Linked DNA regions of Pan troglodytes: region 2 is linked to region 1. A link is a contact called in public Hi-C data. All regions are on one chromosome and are shown on one strand. Each heading gives the region's core, a stretch centred on a gene start, on an enhancer-like site or on the middle of the called end of the contact. The rest is flanking DNA. Distances are from core to core; before and after follow the strand shown. Region 1 holds the start of TMEM131 (transmembrane protein 131). Region 2 holds the start of ZAP70 (zeta chain of T cell receptor associated protein kinase 70).

The links. Hi-C and Micro-C count contacts between places; a contact is called where the count stands out from the background.
Region 2: a Hi-C map of stem cell-derived neural progenitor cells shows a contact between it and region 1, with 3 times the contacts expected there. The contact joins the promoter of ZAP70 here to the promoter of TMEM131 in region 1. A contact is called at or near these places in 1 of 7 Hi-C or Micro-C datasets (stem cell-derived neural progenitor cells) and 1 of 1 datasets of contacts at active chromatin or transcription factors (stem cell-derived excitatory neurons).

Annotation. Positions count from the first base shown.
Region 1 is chr12:25,164,943-25,169,214 of NHGRI_mPanTro3-v2.0_pri, reverse strand. It overlaps TMEM131 (transmembrane protein 131), which reads right to left and starts at 2,626. Exons shown (of 41, transcript XM_515638.8): 1 at 2,154-2,626. The coding sequence starts at 2,340.
Region 2 is chr12:25,451,033-25,455,965 of NHGRI_mPanTro3-v2.0_pri, reverse strand. ZAP70 (zeta chain of T cell receptor associated protein kinase 70) reads left to right here and starts at 3,335. Exons shown (of 15, transcript XM_016949044.3): 1 at 3,335-4,933.

The DNA of each region.
Region 1 (4,272 bases), core at 1,377-3,876:
CTGAAAAACTCAACAGTACCTTTTAGGACAAATACTGTATTTGTGCCTCATCAGATGCCAGACTCACAGTGTCACAATCACGTAAGAAAATAAATTGCTTTTCCCCTACTTACTCAGAAACAATACTGGAATATGATCAGTTTTAAAGGAGAAGCCATTTCTGGAGATACCTTCACAGAATATTTGATTAGAACCAGATCTGTTTATGATGGGTAGAGGCCTATGTTCTATATCAGCATCATCTCCATTAATATCTTGGATAACCTCACACACAAATTGTTCATACAGAAAAGCATGGGCCACAAAGGATATCTGATTCACCCAGGCCACTGGCTGATTCAACCACCCCTTTAATACATACTTAACACCCTGGCAAGTATTCTCCTCATCCAATCCTTACACACATTTATGGGTATTAGAGAGGTGCACTAACATGTATAAACTATGCAAATGAGAAATTAGCAAATATATTTTAGGCTGACAGTTCTCAAACAAAAGGTTTGTTTACTTAACTTTACCCAGAGTAAAGTTTTTATTAGCATATAAAATGGCTGTTGGAAAAATCAGCAGCAGTAGAAGGAAAATACAAACTTAATGCTTTACTAGATTCAACCATTATTTCAATTCCCTATGCTAAGGGCGCATGAAGACAGTCATTCACTCAAAGGCTAAGCGCCAGTGTGTCTGGCACTGTGCAAGGTAAGCAAAGGAACAGAAAAGCAAGGACACAATACCCACCAAGGTCTACTTGAAGTCCCACCCAAAAAATGTCCATTAAATTACTGCACTATTTTGGGTTCACTGAACACCCACTACAGGCCAAAATGCTAGGTGCCACGATCACACATAAGAAAGAACACTCAACTAACTGCAGATCTGTGGCCAATGATGTATTATGACAACCCCAGGACTGACTAGTCCTAAAGCGGCAATATTTTATTCTGGAAATAATTTTGCTTCCATCAATTAATCCTTTCTATAGACGACAATTCTTTGAATAATTTCCACCAATGTTAACTCAGACTAAGGTTGCTTAGAGAGTTAAATAAGGGAATGTAATGTGGACAAAAATAAAAGAAACAGTATACTGAAGCACATTTGCACTTTAATACTAATTTGGTTTGTATTTGCTTTTACCTTCAGCAACAATAAAAAGCAAGCGACTTTAGTCATAAAGTAGAATGTTAACTCTAAAGTTACCGTGGCAAGAAATTGTTTTCTTGTACGGGCAGTTTCATGTGCAATGCTAAACTAACAAGTTTTGCGTGGTTTGTTTTTTTTTTTTTTAAACTATTCACTTAGTCAATTCTTCATGAAGGCTCTGTGACCATTCACATGTCCCTTGGCTCAAAAAGAGGTAGTGTAGATGAAATTACACTGATTTGGTCTTCAAGATTACAAAATAATTTTTGACCCTGTCCAAGTACCCGTTTTGCAGCAGTACAATACTAATGAGATTTTTAAAATAGGGGCCAGCCCTTAACTGTAAATTATAGATAAATGCTTGCAAGCTGGCAACTTCACGTTTATTTTTAAAGGCTTTCACATCAAAGATAAAGGCACCGAATCACGTATTTTAAAATAAGAAATGTAAACAGGCTTTCAACAGCTTACTAAAGAGTTAAATGGAATTGTATTTAGGTCTAATAATAAAGTCATCAATAACGCAGAGACACTAAAGGAGGAAGCTACAGGACCAAGATTTCCCCTCGAAGAAATGTCTGAACAAATTCAAAGTGAAATTTTTTAAGCTGTGTCTCGCTATTTTTACCACATTTTAAAGTAAGCTCTGTCTGCATGCAACCAACCGCAACCAAGAAAACAGAAGTGTCCTAAAATGTACCTATTCGCCGCAATAAAGCCAAAAAATATGCCCCTCCTACCTAGCGGGCCAAGTGGCAAGAACGTACGAGAACTCAGGAAGTTTTGAAATGGCAGTGACAGGAGACGGGGGAAGGCACGGGAAGGAATCACGGAGAGCGAAGGCCACTCCGTGCGGCGGGCGCCGCGAGGTCCCGGCTCGGGACGGTACCCGACCGCCCAACTTCGCGCCGGAGCCCCGGCCGCGGCCCTTCCTCCCGGCCCAGCCCGCCCGGCCTCTGCGAGAGCGGGGTGACAGCCCCGCCGCAGGGACGCCGCCGGGGGACACCCACCTTCCTTCTCGGCCCGCGCCGCAGCCACTACGAGGGTCATCACCAGGTGCAGCGCTCCTAGGAGGCCGGCGGCCGCGCTCCGCGGGCCCCCGCTACGGGCGGCCGCAGGTTCCAGCCCGGCCCCGGCGGACGTGGAGACGGCGGCGGCGGTGGCTCCGGTTGCTCCTCCTCCCGCCCGCTTCCCCATCCCTGCCGGCCGGGGGCCGCCGCGCTCGAGGTCCGGCGCGGCCCTTCTCGGCGAGGCGGCGGCGGCGCGGAAGCCGTGGTCCGGGCTCTGGCCGCGGCGCCGGGAGCGACAACGGTTGCGAGCCCGGGGCTCGATCTCCGGGCGTGGGCCTGGGTCCGTGCGTGCGTGTGAGCGAGAGTGTCAGTCACGGTCTTTGCCTGGGCATCGCCTACAACCAGTCGGAGAGGAGAGGCCGCGGGTCAGGCGCGGCGGGCGGCCATACTGGAAACGGGCACGGGCCGCGAGCCCTGAGCGCTGGCCTGCGAGGGGCGGGGCGCGGCTCTGGGCACCGCCCACGCTGTGCCGACACCTGGGCTGTCCGGCGGTCAGTCTGTCCGCCCCGGAGCCCCCTGGGCCCCACCTCCTCGTCCCGCTCTCGGAGGCCTGCGGCTTCACGGCCAGACAGAACCAGGACAGAACAACCCCAGCCCGTTACCGCTACCTGGCTCAGGAGAAGGAGGGAGGCAGGCCCAGGTCCGGCTGCCAGGACTTATGATGGCCGCTTCTGCTTCGCGGAGGCGGTGACGGCAATCACGTGGAGACGGGGCGGCCTCGCTGCGCAGCCGCCGCGTTGCGTGGGCGGGGCAGGGGCGGAGTTGCGGGGCGCTGGGAGGCTTAACCTCTTCTCCGGCGCCTGGGCAATCCTCCGTGCTCTGTCCTACAGTGGTAGAGCCTTCCAGGGGTGTGAGTGCGCATGCAGACCGCGAGACGAGCGCGGAAGGTCCGTTCCAGTGACTCTTCCTGGTGGCACCCCCACCTCTCGGGCGCTTTGACGTCGAGAATACCCCGAGCCTGACTCAGTTCTTGGTGGTGCTTCCTTGAGGATGGTGGCCCGCTGAACTCATCCTTGGGTCTTCCAGATCATGGTACCCAGGAGGAGCTTGATGGAGTCCTCTTGCCTTGGCTTGTGCCCACATTGGCGCGGAACACCTCGTGTGCAGAAAGCGTCGGTGACTCTGGATGGAGAAGGCAGGGGCAAACAGACTGCTCTTTAGAGTATCCAGTAGCCGGCTTCCTCTCTCGAGGAAGAATTCTTTTTTTTCTTTTCTTTATTTTTTAATTATTTATTTATTTTTGAGACAGGGTCTGGTTCTGCCGCCCAGGCTGGAGTGCAGTGGTGCGGTCTGGGACTACAGGCACCCGCCACCACGCCACGCCAATTTTTCTTTTTCTTTTAAGAGACGCTGTCTCACTAAGTTGGCCGAGCAGGTCTCGAACTCCTGGGCTCAAGCAGTCCGCCTTCCTCGGCCTTCCAGAGTGCTGGGATCACAGGCGTGAGCCACTGTGCTGGGCCCGGAAAAATTCTTAAGACGTCTGTTAGCTTCACGAGCCATCTCGCGCCTCTTAGATGCCCTTTTCATCTTAGGTTGAGCTTCTTGGTGCGCATGGCTATTGTCTCCAAGACATAATTTAAGCTCTTGGAGGGGGTCCTTCTTTACTCATCTTAGTAACTTCCTCCCAGCTTCTAGCCCAGAGACATTTTACTTTCCTTAGCTGTATTTGTTGAGTGAGTCGATATATGTGTAAGGCCAAGTCTGCCCACAGTACGTCTCACAACAAGCTAGATAGGAAAATAAGGTTTCAGAAAGACAAAAGGAACTCCAGAATCTACTCTATGAAGTAGTCCCCTGTGTCAAGCAAGCACTTAAATTTATTCATAAATTAATATATATTTAAATATGACCTTACCCTAATGATTTTAAAAAGCAATTTTAGGGCAGGGCGCAGTGGCTCACGCCTGTAATCCCAGCACTTTGGGAGGCCAAGGTGGGCGGATCACCTGAGGTCAGGAGTTCGAGACCAGCCTGGCCAACATGGTGAAAACCCGTCTCTACTAAAAAATATAAAAATTAGCCGGGCGTGGTAGTTCATGCCTGTAATCCCAGCTACTCC
Region 2 (4,933 bases), core at 2,086-4,585, 290 kb before region 1:
GGTGGCTGCCTTTGCGCTGTCAGTTTGCCTTCACGCTAAGGCCTTGCAGCTTTAGCTCAGGGTTGGTTCAACCTGCTTGTCCCTAGATGGATGACGGCAGTCACCCTGATAGCACAGGGGATTTCAGGGTGGAGCCCTGTGGAAGCTCCAAGCTCCCTTTGAGCCAGGAGGTCCCAGGCTCCCCACTTGCTAGCTGTGGAATTTCAAGCCTAAGTTTCCTCTTGGTCTCAGTTTCTAGATCTGTAAAATGAGGCTAATCTACTACTCGCTGGGGCTGTTGTGAGCGTTAAATGTACCTTAGCTGGGGCCAGCACGCAGTCGTGCTTGATAGAAAGAAATAGATGCATTTAAGCTGTTATGAATATTCTGCAAGACTTCAGCGCTTTGCCCACCCAGCATCCCTTCTCCTCCTTCCAGCCACTCCTTCCTTCCAGAGTGTGCTGTGGGTGGGGCATGTGACCTGGTCCTAAACCACGTCCGCATGCCATCCGCTGGCGTCAGGGATTGGCTGGGGGATGGACAGGTGATCTACTCAGCCAATGATCTGTGCTGGGGGTTTTTCCGGTAATACCGAGAAATAGATTCTTGCTCCTTGAATAGGATTTGAAGCTGAGTGACTTTCTTGGACCATAGGGAGAAACCTTGTCTGAGAATGAAGCCAGCAACCTTGGGGCCATCAGTTGAGCCTAGAGCAAGCTGTTCCTGAAGCGCATATGTGGGATTTTTTCACCCATCCATGCAATATTTATTGAGTACTATTGTGCTAGGTACCACTCCAGTTGCTGGGGTCGCAGCTGGGAACAAGATAGTTCCCACCTCACAGATGACACAGTCCTGCTTAAGACCTTTGCTGGGAATGCTCTTCCCCCAATATCTCCGTATCTCCGTGGCTCTCTCCTACATCTCCTTCAAGTCTTTTTTTTTTTTTTTTTTTTTTTTTTTGAGACGGAGTCTCACTCTGTCACCCAGGCTGGAGTGCAGTGGCGCAATTTCAGCTCACTGCAGGCTCCGTCTCCTGGGTTCACGCCATTCTCCTGCCTCAGCCTCCCAAGTAGCTGGGACTACAGGCGCCCGCCACCACGCCCGGCTAATTTTTTTGTATTTTTAGTAGAGACGGAGTTTCACCGTTAGCCAGGATGGTCTCGATCTCCTGACCTTGTGATCTGCCTGCCTCAGCCTCCCAAAGTGCTGGGATTACAGGCGTGAGCCACCTTCAAGTCTTGATTCACAGGTTATCCCCTCCGAGGCCTGCCCTGACTGGCTCAAAATTACATGCTCAAGACCTCGCCTACCCTTTCTGATTTATTTTACTCCTTAGCACCTGTAACCATGTGACATACTCTATGAAATACTTATCTATTTTGTTCATTCTCTGTCTCTCCCACTAGAATGTCAGCTCCATGAGGGAAGGGATTTTCATGTGCTGTTCACTGCGGATCCATAGAACAGAGTACCCGGAAAAGAGTCTGGCATAGAACGGGTGTTCAGTATCGAATAAATAAGTAGCCAGGGGTCTCAGGAGGTGGCAGTGCCATGGCAGTTTGAAGGCTTCCGAAGGAGCCATCCACTTGAGAAGCCCCCAGGGGAGAGCACAGCATGTGGCTGCTGTGGCCAAGCAATTCTTTTCTGACTTAAACCAGCTGGATTAATTTTTTTTATTTCAGGGCAGGGCGGTGGTCACTTTCAGCCTTCAGGGACGCCTGAGTTGTGCTTGGCAGCCTGCAATACTGGAGAGCTGCCCCTGGAGGGCGCAAGGGAATCCCGTTGCTGCACTCGGACGCGCAGTCACTAGACATGAGAGATGACGGTGGTGGTGGCAGCAAAGGAGCATTTGCCTTTAGGCCTCTTTTAACTTTCACAACAGCCTACAAGACAGGTACCATTATCCCCGTTTCCTAAGGGAGGAAACCAAGGCGCAGGGAGGCTAAGTAACGTGCTCACGGTCCCTCAGGGTTAAGTGGCAGAACCAGAAAAGAACCAGAAGGAAAGGAGATACAAGTCACCATTTTTGGCCTGGCGCGGTGGCTCACGCCTGTAATCCCAGCACTCTGGGAGGCCGAGACGGGTGGATCACGAGGTCAGGAGATCGAGACCATCCTGGCTAACGGTGAAACTCCGTCTCTACTAAAAATACAAAAAATTAGCCGGGCGCGGGGGCGGGCGCCTGTAGTCCCAGCTGCTTGGGAGGCTGAGGGAGGAGAACGGCGTGAACCCGGGAGGCGGAGCTTGCAGTGAGCCGAGATAGCGCCACTGCAGTCCGGCCTGGGTGAAAGAGCGAGACTCCGTCTCAAAAAAAAAAAAAAAAAGTCACCATTTTTCTGTACGCCCAGAGGGAATCCAGGAGGGGCCCTGGATGGACCTGTTTCCTTTGGGGCTCATTGCACTGGGGTGTGACTCCTCTCGGGCCTGCTGGAGCCTCCACCCCATCTCCCTGCTGCACGTCTCCCCGCAGTGGCTTGTGTTCTCTTAACTGTGCAGCCAGATTGGACCTGCTCAGCTCCAGGTGAAATGGACAGAAAGCCCATCCCTGCCCGGTCTGAGGATTGGGAAGCCTTCCTGGAGGAAAACACGCTTAATTGGAGACCTGAAAGAGGACTAGGAAATAGGCAGGTGAAGAGGTGTGGGCAAAGACCTGAGGATATGGGGGTGACTGATGAATTTCTTCAGAGGCTCTTGGCATGAGTAGAGTGAATGTTTACCCCAACCCGATGAGGCAAATGCACCGCAACTTTCCTAGCCCACATTTCCATCCGTTTGCCCTTTACTGTAAACATTCAAAAGATGCATCCACCTCCTTCCACTCTGGCAGAACAGAGGACCTTATCTGCATGCCAATCTCGGATTATCTGTAGCCCAATCTCAGAGCTGTCTGAGCACTGGGCTTTGTAGTTTCCAGACCAGCCTCTGGGACAGGAAGTGGGGGGCTCAAGGGCTGTAGGGCCAGTGCCTTGCAGAGGCTGGGAATCCCCTTCTCAGGACCTGAAGACCCTGGAAACTGGAAGCCCCCCACCCACACAGAGGCACCCTGCCCCATAGCTGGCTCAGCTTCCAGCTCCCTGGGGAGCTGGCCTCCTTCGGGGAGATATTTTACAACCAAAGTTTTCTTCCTTTATGTCCAGCAGCACGTGGGTGGGGTCAGGCTGCCTGGGCTGCAATCCCACCTGGCCACTTGGCATCTCTTAACCTCTCTGGGCTTTACTTACCTTATCTGGAAAATAGGTTGAATGGCTTATTAATTGTGATGTGCGTACAGCAATGTCTGGCACATAATCAGTGCGACTCTCATTATTGTAGTATGAATGTGATTTGATGCTGTAATTTCTCCTCTCTTCAGGGTGCCGGGGTCTTCTTCTCTCAATACTCCAAGAAATGAGTGTCCAGCATGGATGTGAAGGGATGCTTGCTGCACCTGGAGTTTCAAGATGCCGCTGGGGAAAAGGGAGGCTGCTAGCAAACACCATTTTGGAGGGGGCTGTATGAAGGAGAAAAGTATCCTAGCCTAGAGCCGGAACTCAGATTTTCTAAAGGGGATTCAGGCGGCCAGAGGATAGTAGAGGGCCAGAAAGGAGGTCCCCAAGAAGGAGGCTTCGGGGTAGGGTGTGAGGGGGTCCTCAGGCAGACTGGGGAGCTGAGCCTGTTGTAACCGAGCGAGTTACAGAGAAACGCCGCACTTTGAGACGAATTCAGGGGTCCTTTATTAGCCGGTGACTGAGAGACAGCTAGTGCTCAAAATTCTCTCAGCCCCAAAGAAGGGGCTTGATTTTCTTTTATACTTTGGTTTAGAAAGGACAGGTGGGGGTCTAGTTAAAACAATCTTACAGAAGTAAAGCAGGCAAAAAGTTAAAAGGATAAATGGTTACAGGAAAGCAAACAGTTCCAGGTGCAGGGGCTTAAAATCTATCACAAGGTGATAGACACGGGGCTTTGGGCGTTATCAACCGGACACAAACGCCGGGGCTCTGGGTGCTATTAACCGGGCGAATTCCTGGGAACTGCGGATATAGCTTGCCACAGTATCTTATCAGTTAATTGCATTCTTGGATGTGCTGGGAGTCAGCTTGCACAAGTTAAGTCCTTGAGGAAGCGGGGTGGGTAAGGGGCTGCAAATGAAAGAGCCAAGATGGAGTCTGTCTGGCTCTCTTAGCTAAGGGAGAGTCAATTCAGGTTAAAACAAGGTAGGGTATCACAAGCCCACTTAACAAGGGCAGCAGGACCCCAAGAAGAAAAGCTTTAGGAGTCTCCACAGTGGGCCCAGGGCAGTTCCACACAGGTCTCTGAGGCCCCACAGACAGGAGAGCTGTGACGACTCCCTTAGTGCCCAAGAAAGCAAGGAGGTGGTGGGCAAGAGGCTCCCAGAGGCCTTGGGGCACTAGAGGGGAGATGGAGCCGAGAGAGTGGCTCTGCAGGCCCCTCTCTGAGAGAGTGCATGAGGTGTGGCCCCAGGCCCAAGGGTGGGGGGTGCACAGGGTGAGGGAAGGGAGGAGAGGAAGAGGAGGAGGAGGTGGTGGCCACAGCGGGATGGCACTCAGCCAGGTTCAGCTTCGTGGGAAAGGTCCCAGGTGGGCCGGGCTAGCACTGGGGATGCCCTGGCTCTGTGTCTCGGTTGGGTGGCTGACTCCTCCTGGAACGCATCCCTGACATCCTCCAGGCTGGCTTGGGGATACTCTGGGGACACACAGTGCCCAGGCTTCCGGCCTCCCAGCCCTGGCTCCCTGTGGACTCAGCTGCCCCCCACAAGCCTGCGAGCCACTGGAGAGCAAGGGCAGGCTGTCCTTGCCATCCAGATGCCTGGCACAGGAGGGGTTCTCACCTTCGGGGTATGGGCTGACTCAGTGGGTTTCTCCTCCTTCCAGCTCTAACCTGCCTGTGGAATAAACAAATCACTCCTCTGGGTTGTCTAGCTGGTGCAGGCCCCAGGGCGACGCCCCTTTGA